2 separate regions of the Mus musculus genome follow, and region 2 is linked to region 1. A link is a contact called in public Hi-C data. All regions are on one chromosome and are shown on one strand. Each heading gives the region's core, a stretch centred on a gene start, on an enhancer-like site or on the middle of the called end of the contact. The rest is flanking DNA. Distances are from core to core; before and after follow the strand shown.

Region 1 (5,374 bases), core at 307-2,806:
AGGAAAGTGACAGGGTCACTACAAGAACTTTAAGCACATAGACTGTAAAGTAAGGGTTACTATTCTTGTCATGTTACAGACCCGGGCAACCTGATCCTCCCGGGGGTTGTTTGTGTTTTGTTGTGGTTGTGGTGCACACTACCGAGAATGATAGGAGTGGGGCCAAATCATTATCTCCACAGATGCATAGCAGTGCTTTTCAATGCACTGAAGAGGATCATGGACAGGACAGTACTTCACGGGGGACAAACTCCACTGAGACAGACCAACCTGCCTCAGCGATGCAGCTCCTCAGAGTGACTCTACGATTAGAACTCTGAAGCAGTAATCTTGCACTAGTGTGCCCCCATGATGGGCCAACAGCTAAAGAACCCCCAAAGGATATGCACATTAGGAACTTCCAGATTCGCTATGAATATAGTGTGTGTGCCAATGGGAGATATTCTGATCTCTGCATGCAGATGTTTCCAGTTAGGAACAGCTGATTACCTACATTTACAACATCAGACCAGGACTACACACATTGTGAGGTGCTGTCTCTTTTTAAAGTTACATGTCCTGGTGGCTTTAATCAGAAGAGTCCAAATGATCAAAATGGAATATTTTAATGAGTCAACTGACAGCTTCATGTATTTTTTCTATCCTGTGGTCCCACTTTGATAGGAAGCCATCGGTTTTACTATAGTTATTTATCTGCTCTCTCAGAACAAAGAGCTCACAGAAACAAAAATATTAGAAGTGTTTTCAGAACTATAAAACATGCTTTGAATTGAAAATTCGGAATAATGGCAAGTATTATATTTCTGACATTGTTTTTGGTATTCCATAGCCTTAGCTTATATAGCTGCTGTCTGGGAGTAAGGTTTGACAGACATCTATAGTATTACCTGTAAAAGGATGCCATTTAGATACTTGGGCTTTGCAGTATTTGGGAAATGACAACCTACAATGGAAACTGTGATATGAAAATAAGAAAGCAAGAACAAGCCAACTCCTTAGTACAGGTACTCGCCATGTACCACTACTGTCAGGAGTCTCCTGAAGGCTTCTCCTCCTGGGTGGACCCACCACAGACAGAAAAGAAAGGCATTTTTGCTTATGATTCTTGTTTTTAAAAAGTGTTTGTATGAGTGTGTGTTTTTTTGTTATTGTTGTTGCTGTTGGTTTGTTTTTTCTGTGTAGCCATGGCTGTCCTGGAACTCACCTTGTAGCCCAGGCTGGGCTGTAAGTCAGAGTTCCACCTGTCTCTGCCTCCCAAGTGCTGGGATTAAAGGTGTGCACCACCACCACCTGGCTCAAAAAACAAAACAGGTTTGAGTAAGTATAATCAAGAACTAAATGACAAAGCCCCAGTGTCTGTGCCAGGCAGAGAGAAAGAGGGAGAGAGGCAGAGGCAAGCACTGAGCCTTGGACACCTTCTAAGAGCCCAAAGAAATCATGGGTTTGTTTTTCATTTGTTATCTTTGGTACCTTGCCTGGTACATGCACGTAGCAAGGTGGTGCCTCTCCATCTGACACCCAAGCATTTTCTAAATAGAAGGGCAAATTATAGTCCAGTGGCCACAAGCATAAAGCCACCCCACTCAGCCACCTCCCAGTCTGTCTAGGAGTAATGGCGTTAACCAACCCATGGGGCAATGACTCATTCTTTAGAATTCTTTGGCTTATTTTAGTCTAATCTAGAAATAGAATTGTCATTTTAATGGCATCCCCTTGGTAAAAGTCACAAACCTCCTTAAAGTGCTCAGCCCTGTAGGACTTTGCTAGCACCAGAGGAAGGGTCCTAGTTCTCTAAAGGCAGCCAGTGCTGGGAGACCGTGTGCTGGAGGGAGGACCTCCCTACCAACCCATGCTGCTCTGTAAGCAGGATATAAACTGTCTGCTAACAGTCACAAGAAATGGGACATTTAATTTCTTTTCCCCCTCAGTTTAGTCACCTCAGGTTTGCTTCTACAGTGTGGTTTAGAATTTTTATTTAGTCTTGGCTGAAAGCTGCAAAAAGCCTGTGAAATTCTGCTGTAGACTTCAAAAGAGAACCTGCATACTAATGTAGACAAAACTTCAAAAGAAACAACTCCAGGGCTGAGATGTCACTAGTAGCCAGTGATAGAAGGCTCCCCTGGCATACATGAAGTTCCAACACCAGAACCACACAAACAAACAAGGGCCCCCAGGCCTCAAAGAGCACTATTCCCCACGGTCTCCATATTTTTGGTCTATTCACCTGCGTTCTACCACCAAATCAGGTTTTATAAATGGCATTGTATCATCTGAATCATTTTGAAAAATCCTAACCAAATAACCCCCAAGCCATTCCTATAACTTCTATGTCAATGGGCACATGAATGGACTGCCACATGTGTGGATTTCATGACATTGGCTGGGTCTAGGTACGATGAAGGACAGGCCTGAAAAGGAATGGTGGTGGTGGGAGGGGCTACAAGGATGTGTGTTAAGGGCTCTGTGTAAGGAAAGAAGAACTTCAGGAATGCTATGCTGGGGTTCAGAACAGGTAAAGCAAGTCCTGATTTGTTTTTTGTCTCCTTCCTACCTAAGGCATACTTCAGAATTCTGAGACCCAGGGCTGGACACAAACAAACAAAAAACATGAAGAATAAATTTAGCTGTGGACAGAGCTCAGAGGGAGTGCACAAGGTCCTGGGTCTGAGTCTCAGTACCCATGATGAGACCCTGCTAGGACAAAGCCAGCTCTGCCCCCAGGCGTCAGAACAGCTCTCCAGTTACCATGGGGCACAAGCTTGCTGATGGCAAAGCAGATGCATTTTCATGAGACACCAGGCTCTGTTTCTACTGTAATAAAGATGACTCCACGTCACAAGGACCAAATAGCATGTTACAAAATACACTCAAACGGTTTGCAACTGATCTTCTCACAGGAAACATTTCAACCATGGAAACTATCTCACTGCCTCATTTCAATAAAGGATCCAAAATATCTAGGCCAACAAAGCAAGCTGATTTTGCTTTTCTTTGTAAGCAGTGCTTATTTTTAACTGCTTCAGGAGATGCCAAAGTGGGGAGACAAATGAGAAAGAAGAGAGGCCCAGATAAAGCAGTCTCCTAGATGTCATGTGGCTTTTTCTCCTCTGAAAGGTTTACGCTGTAGTTGCCTTTTAATTACTCTAGCAAGTGTATACTGAGACCACCTGAAGTGCTTTCTGTAAGGCAAAGTCCTGTCAAATGTTATAGTTCAATCTATTCCATTACCTTTTAATGCATCTATTTTGTTAAATACTATTATAACTAAGAGGTGACTTTTACCAAGGGTCCCTGCCATCCAACTTAGGGGCTAGGAATTATTTTATAATAAACACTATAGTACACTTTTTGACCTTGGGAGTAAAGATTTATATCTTAGATGGAAAAAAGTTTTTAGATCAATTTATGATAATTTAGGTAATGTTGACAGAAACCAGGTGACAAAAAACTGCCCCCAAAAAGCAGGTGTGTGTTGGATCAACTCCCTCGCCATGCCTTTCCAAATACATTTCCAGCCATTTACTTCAGCTTATCTGCTTCAGAAACAGCACACAGAGGCACGGCATCCTGATGCTGGGCTGTAAGCAGCAGAGGGTTTTCCCTCGGGCCTGGCTGCACTGGTGAGATGGTTTTGCTTTCCACCTGTCATGTCTGTGTGATGGCTGGCTCAGCATCAGGACCTGCATGGCCTGTGGTGTTTTGTTTTCAGTGATAAGCCCTTCCAAATCCTTCCCTCCCCAAACACTGAGCTGACCCTAACTCCATTAGTCTTATTGGCAAATAACCAATATGATTTAGGGAGACTGTGAAAGCTTTCCTATCTTGCAATTTTCATATGCTTGGTTTTGAGAGCTGCTATCAAAATGACTATGTACAGAGGAAAAAAACAAGAATTATGGATATATATTAAATATTTTATAAGTTATACAATAAATAACACTAAAAATAATGTCAAATTGTGATTTCAACTTTGTCTTCCTTGTTTTTAAATATAAATATATTTTTAAAAAATTATGAATTTTGACTTCATCCTAGAGTTTTAGAGTATTCTCTACAAAGTCTCCAAACTCACTTGTGTTTTAAATACAGAATCCTCAGTAAATCTCAAAAGTCAATGACAGAGCTCTTTTCCCTCAACTTAAGAGTCTATGAGGAATTCTGTAACACAATGTAAAGATTCTTTAGTGCTCAAATATATCTTTCAAAAACAATAAATCTCATAAGTCTTGATCTTAAAAGAATAAAGTAGAGCCCTTCCCTGGACAGACCCTTTAACACTTCTGTGAGGAGTGCAGCCCACAGCTCCACACCTGAGCAACACATTTCAGGGTCCCAACCTCAGTGTTAATGCACTCAGAAGGCTCAGAGTGGAGACACAACACTAGTGAAACCTGGAATACAGTTCAAACATTTAAAACACTTCCATAAAGAATCAAGGGTGCTGAGCTTCGACTTTCCTGTAGAGATACATATAGTCACATACAATTCTAGAAGATTCCATCTTGGTGTTTTAGGCACTAGAAAAAAACATATACCAGAGTAGCATTTAATGTACTTCTCCAAAAGTGCTTAGTGATAATCTGGGCGATGCTAGCCCAAGCCCAGCTATCAAGTGCTCTGCTCCCCTGCCTCCACAGGGCTCTACCAATGCTCTTCACCACCGACTCTAGATTGTTGAGAATTAACTGAAGTTGCACAAGCGGATTTTCAAGGGCTGACTTCAGAGAACACATCCTTTCTTAGGAACAGCTGCTGTGTTTACAGGACTTTGAGTTTCTGTATTTCTGGGCTATAGTAATAATGAAGGTCACTATCTGCTGCCAAAGCACTGCTTAATATCCTGGGACTGGGGGTCACACAGGAGCTGGCAAAGCGTGCACTTGCTATCTCCCTTCCCTGCAGACAGTGTGCTCTCCTCTGCTGTTTGTCTCTTCATGGAAACAACTCTTTCAACACAGTCATCAGTGACTGACTCCCACTGTGTCACCAGGAGAGGACTGCCTGGCTGGCAGAGCCTGCTGTGTATAAGCAAGGCCTCCCCAACTCTGTCCTCTTCAGGCCGGTGAGTCCCACGTGAATGTGTCCTTTTTTGATCTATGTTTGATCCCGTTCTCTGACTTCTTGTAACCTCCTCTCCAGGCGATCCAGCTTGGCCAGATTTTCCTTCAGCAGCTTGCTGTCTGGAACCAGCTTCAGGGCTCTCTCATAATAGGCCCTTGCAGACACATAGCTTCCCTGCAGGGAAAGAAAGAGAGCAAGACTCTGCTCAGCACAATCCTCTGAAGATGGAGAAGGGACCTCCCTTTCCTCTGACTGCCAGTGATCAAGGCTCCCCTAAGGAATCCTTATCCATGGATATTTTCATCCTATCTCC
Region 2 (4,889 bases), core at 1,522-4,021, 190 kb after region 1:
AAGGAGGGGTCCCTGGGGAAGAACAGAAGGAAAAAGATGCCCACACCTCGCCAGAGTTTCCCTATTCTCTAGTCAGTCAGGCGCGGGAGGGCCGCTATCTACCCTATCCACTTATCCTTGGGTGGGCATTCCTTTATCCCACTCTTTAGGGGGTGGTCAAGGGGCAGCCCTGCCTGGGAACCCCCCCCCCCAGAACTACTTTGCTAAAGCCACCAGGGTTGTAGAAGAGAGGGAAGAGGGAAGACGTTCCCAACACTGACCAGAGTGCACAGCAGAACTTGAAGGAGCAGAGCAGAGACTCTATGGTTTTAGAGCTTTATTATAGAAATGCAGGGGAAAGAGGGATGGTAGAAAGGAGGAAGAGAGAGAGAGAAGAGAGAGAGAGAGAGAAGAGAGAAGAAGAAGAGAAAGAGAAAGGGAAGAGGAGAGAGAAGTGAGAGAGGAGAGAGGTGAGAGGACAAAGGAATAAGAGAGTGAGCTTCGGGCTGAGTACCCCTTTTTATGGTCTTCACTGTTGCTAGGTAACTGGGGAGGAGTTTAGCCTGAAGGTCAGAAGCTTGGGCCATTGCTTATGTGACCATGCTTCTCTTGTGGGGGCTGTGAGAGATGGTACCTTAGGCAGGGGCCAGAGTTCCAGGAGCATGAGGGAACGCCTACCGTGTCATGTAGGTGAATTATGACCATCGGGGTTCAGACCTCAGCTCGACTGGAGACCAGCCTGCAATTCCCCACAAAGCTACATGACTCCAGGTAGGCAGGCAGTGACAGTGTACGCTGAGGTATAAGGTCCCAGCTGAGTGATGATCGCACAAGTCACATGTGAGGCTCAGATGGGTTTAGTGGCCACTGCTGTCCTAGAGCATTTAAGTGAGCATGAATTCAAGAAGGTTAAGAAGAGAGCCCACCTAACCTGTCATGAAGTCGTGGGGCAAACCTGGAGGGATAGATGCTCATCCCAGAATGAATGATGTGGCCAACAGCAAAGCTTATAGCAAGGTGGAGTATAGCAGTCACAAGTTAGGCAAGTCTAACCAGTGTCTCTAAAGTGTCTTGAAACCCTGTTTCTCACTGTAAACCAATCTGGAAAGATCAAGACTACGACAGCTGAATGCACAAATGCATAACAAATATAGCAGCTGGGCGGGCTGACTCATACCTATCATCCCAGCACTGGAAGGCTGAGGAGGAAGGTCATAAGTTCAAAACTAGCCTGGGCTAGAGAGTAAGAACTTACCTCAACAATAGCATCATAATGTAGAGTCCCGTTAGCAGAAATTAATAGAGGATGTGACAGTGTCAGTGCTGATATTAACAGGCCCCTCTCCAGGCCAAACCACAAAGCACACAGTACATGCCTACTCTGTACCTCCCGTTGAGCTGAGGTCTTTGGGCAAAGTGTTTGACATCTAAAATAAAGTGACCATCCCTATTAACTGCTTGGCTACAGTTACCATTTCCTGTGGCTCTGTTAGTTAATGTCATCATGTTCGTTCACTGTGGTCTTGTTCCAGTGAGCGAGAACTAGAAGGTACTATGCCAACTGGAAAGCAATTGCCTGCCTCAAGGACTTTAACATCTGCTGGGGTCAGAAGAGGGTATTAAATAGGATACACGGAGCCACTGTTGCCAGAAAAGAGTAAAGCTTCGTTCTGGCCACTGGGTCTAGGAAGTATCACAGAAGGGCTGGCTCCGAATCTGACAGCTAAAGAAGAGGCAAGGAAGATTTCAAGGAGCTTGAGACTGGGGGCCATGAAGCAGGACCGGGAAAGGCACTAACGTGCATTCCTCTTGGAGCGTAGGAGGGCGTGCAGTGGTTCTGGAAGGGGGATAACATAGGGACAGGGCATGTGCGGTCAACAGCGAGAATGCCGAAGGATGCCAGGCAGCAGAGGTGGGAGGTATAGGTGGGTTGCTGCAGCAATGGCAGCTGAACCCACCAGTGTCCTGACATAAAAAGCAACTGGGCAGCTCATGGTGAGTAGAATTGTATGCACCTTTCTCAGCCAAAAGCTGTAGGCCTTCATCACCAGGGAGTATTACATTAAAGCACTGTTAAAATGCTGGAAAGTGCTAGTGAATAGGACTGAATAGAATTTAAAATAGGTGAGTCTCTGTTTCTCTGTCTCTCTCTGTATCTCTCTTTCTGTCTCTTTCTATGCATCTCTCTCTCGCTCCCTCTCTCTCTAGATTTTAGAATATCTTCATGTGCAGGCAATGAGATGTCTTGGGGATAGGACCCAGGACTGAACACAAACTCCATCTCTATTTCCATATACTTTATATACAAAGTCTGAGGGTGACCTTATAGAGCACTTTTATTATCTCCACATTTCAACTGTGACCTGTCACATTCTAGCAGGTGAGGAATTTCCTGGTTGTGACATCATGACAATATTTAAAGTGTCAGGCTTTGGAGAATCTGGAATTTGAGATTTTCAGGTTATGGGTGTCTGAGCTGTAATGGATATGTGGACCTGTCAGCCAGGATAACAAAACCACACACAGAAAATGCCCATTAGAACTTCATTAGCCTTTAGGTTACATTGTGTTATTTTAGGAACGCTATTGACAGGGTTTGTATAAGTAGACTCTGTATAGAGTTACGAATATTTATTTTATCTGCAAGAATGAGCTCCATTAGCCTCAGACGTGGCCAGGAACGTGAATGGAACATGTGGGAACAGCCAGGAGCCAGACCGGCTGATTAGATCAGAGCCAATTTTCTCCTGAGCCCTCCTGTTCTGATTCTAGACATGTTGGCTTTAATCTTCCCACTCTGTGTGCCGGCTTCCTCGCTTTCAGTCTGGCAAACCAGAGATAGCTATGTTGACCAGATGTAAATGTTCATAGGAGAATCACAATGATTTTCCAGATTTTGCTGTTTTTCCATGATTCAGAATTCAGAAAAGCACAAATTTTCAAAGAAATACAATATTGGGAAACCTGCCCAAGAAACTCCAGGGCTTAAATGAGGTAGTCTGGCCCTCTTCATTCTCTGCCCTGCAGAACACAATCCTGCTGTCACCATATGCATGCTTTCAAATGCTTGCTGAAAAATATGACTAACTAAGGTGTCCTGTGTGCTTACATTTGAATTAACTGTTCTCTTCTCTGGGTCTTACTTTTGCATCTATTTGCGTGTCTAGTCTTGGGTTTTCTGTGAATATAAGCTGTGGAAGGAATCCCTATGATCTCCCAGCATCTACAAGCCTGGACTCATCATCTATTTGCTAACTGCCTCACTTACAAAGTAAACCACATTGACATGCTGACACACAATCACGTCAGTGCACCTAAACCAAATTCCATCCAAATTTAAAGTCTCCATCTTCCTGGAATAGCATAACATATGGTCCATGTGTAGTCTTGTTTAATGAAGATGAGAGATTTCCCAAGGCCCCCTATGTCTTACTGTGCATGTTTAATAATTTATCACTAATTGTCTGTGAAGTGCATCACTTCTTCTGTCTCTCTGTCCTCCTCCCTAGAAACCCGAACTTCAATCTATAATTAAATAGCAGACTCCATTTTGCTCCATAGCGTAAATGGTATGTTGGGTCAGCTTTCTTTGCCTGTGGTCCACAGCTCCTTAATCTTGCAAATTCAAGTGCCTACCCAATATCCTTCTCCCAGTCCTTCAACACCTGTGCCTCTTTAATTGTGTTACTATAGATTTTTGTATTAGCACAAAACCCCTGGAAACCCCATTTTAAAGGTTACTAATAGGATTTGTTTTTCTGTCTTTCTTTCTCTCTTTTTTTCTCTCTTTCTCTCTTTCTCTCTCTCTTTCTTCTTTCTTTCTTTCTTTCTTTCTCTCTCTCTTTCTTCCTTCCTTCCTTCCTTCCTTCCTTCCTTCCTTCCTCCCTCCCTCCCTCCCTTCCTTTTTTTTTTTTTAAGACTCTAACCTAACCTGGATCAGCTCCTGATCACACTGTCCAAGGTTGCCTTGTGTATGCACTCTCTCCTCAGCCGATGAATTAAAACTCTAACTGCACATTCAATTGATCTTTCCTGTAATAACTGCCCCCAAGTACAGTATAGCCCTTCAACTATGTCAAAATGTAACATCATTCTAGCCTTCTATATGACCAACACTTTGGCCATTTTCCTTCATAGTATGCACACAAAGAGCATTAGAAAGCTAGGCATTTCTCATTTACTTAAGTTCATACATAAAACTCATCAGAACATATTTAAATATTATCAGAATCTACCCTTTCATACACCACAAATTCTGGCATTTTAAAATTTGGCTGTATTGTACCCAAGGGAGCCTGAGCAGCCCCTGCTGCCCCGCCTTCTGCCTACATACAAGGGGGCTTTTAAAATTATTTCCTTAAGTTTATTGAGACAGCATTTTATGTATCCCAGACTGGCCTGGAAGTCTGCAATATATAGCCCAGGATGACCTTGAACTCCTGATCTTCCTGCCTCTACTTCACAATGTCTGAGACCATTGACCATCACACCTGCTAGAAAGAGTTCTTTTTTCCATGGAAACCTGTCCAGTCTCCTCTTCCTGTGAAGTTATCTACTTCAGTGTCACTCACCCTCAGCATTTTCTCTTGATGCATTGCATTGCTATGTTTAAATGTATTTTATTTATCATATTACCTCTTTATATTGAAAATACATATGGATTCTTTTGGTGTGTAGGTGTGTGTGTATGTGTGTGTATGTTGCAAAACATGGAACTCGGGACCTCATACACAGTGATCAATTATCCTACCACAGGGCTACATGTATTGTCCTTAACTGTTTTTTAAACTTACTGGGATAACTGTAAATCTCTACATATTATATTTCAGTTATGTATTAGTATTCTGTTTATAATTCACATCATGATGAAAGCAGAAAGAAACTAAGCCCTGAACATGAAGGTGTACATG

What was found. Hi-C and Micro-C count contacts between places; a contact is called where the count stands out from the background.
Region 2: a contact with region 1 is called in a Hi-C map of cerebral cortex, with 2.6 times the contacts expected there. The contact joins two enhancer-like sites. A contact is called at or near these places in 1 of 15 datasets of contacts at CTCF or cohesin (pro-B cells), 5 of 484 Hi-C or Micro-C datasets (Th1 cells, cerebral cortex and embryonic fibroblasts) and 1 of 9 other capture datasets (embryonic stem cells).

What each region holds. Positions count from the first base shown.
Region 1 is chr6:148,232,700-148,238,073 of GRCm38.p6, forward strand. Tmtc1 (transmembrane and tetratricopeptide repeat containing 1) reads right to left here. Exons shown (of 20, transcript NM_198967.5): 20 at 1-5,235. The coding sequence ends at 5,095. It overlaps 4732416N19Rik (RIKEN cDNA 4732416N19 gene), which reads left to right. Exons shown (of 2, transcript NR_015615.1): 2 at 2,557-2,964. Among named protein-coding and RNA genes, the nearest start is that of Gm52483, 10 kb to the right of the region's middle. Within about 2 kb of position 1,557, at least 23 of the 459 cell types and tissues checked have an H3K27ac peak or open chromatin away from gene starts, as enhancers often do. A contact at or near this core is called in cerebral cortex, where this site is marked.
Region 2 is chr6:148,419,055-148,423,943 of GRCm38.p6, forward strand. All of the region lies in intron 2 of Tmtc1 (transmembrane and tetratricopeptide repeat containing 1), which reads right to left. Among named protein-coding and RNA genes, the nearest start is that of Tmtc1, 23 kb to the right of the region's middle. Within about 2 kb of position 2,772, at least 13 of the 459 cell types and tissues checked have an H3K27ac peak or open chromatin away from gene starts, as enhancers often do. A contact at or near this core is called in cerebral cortex, where this site is marked.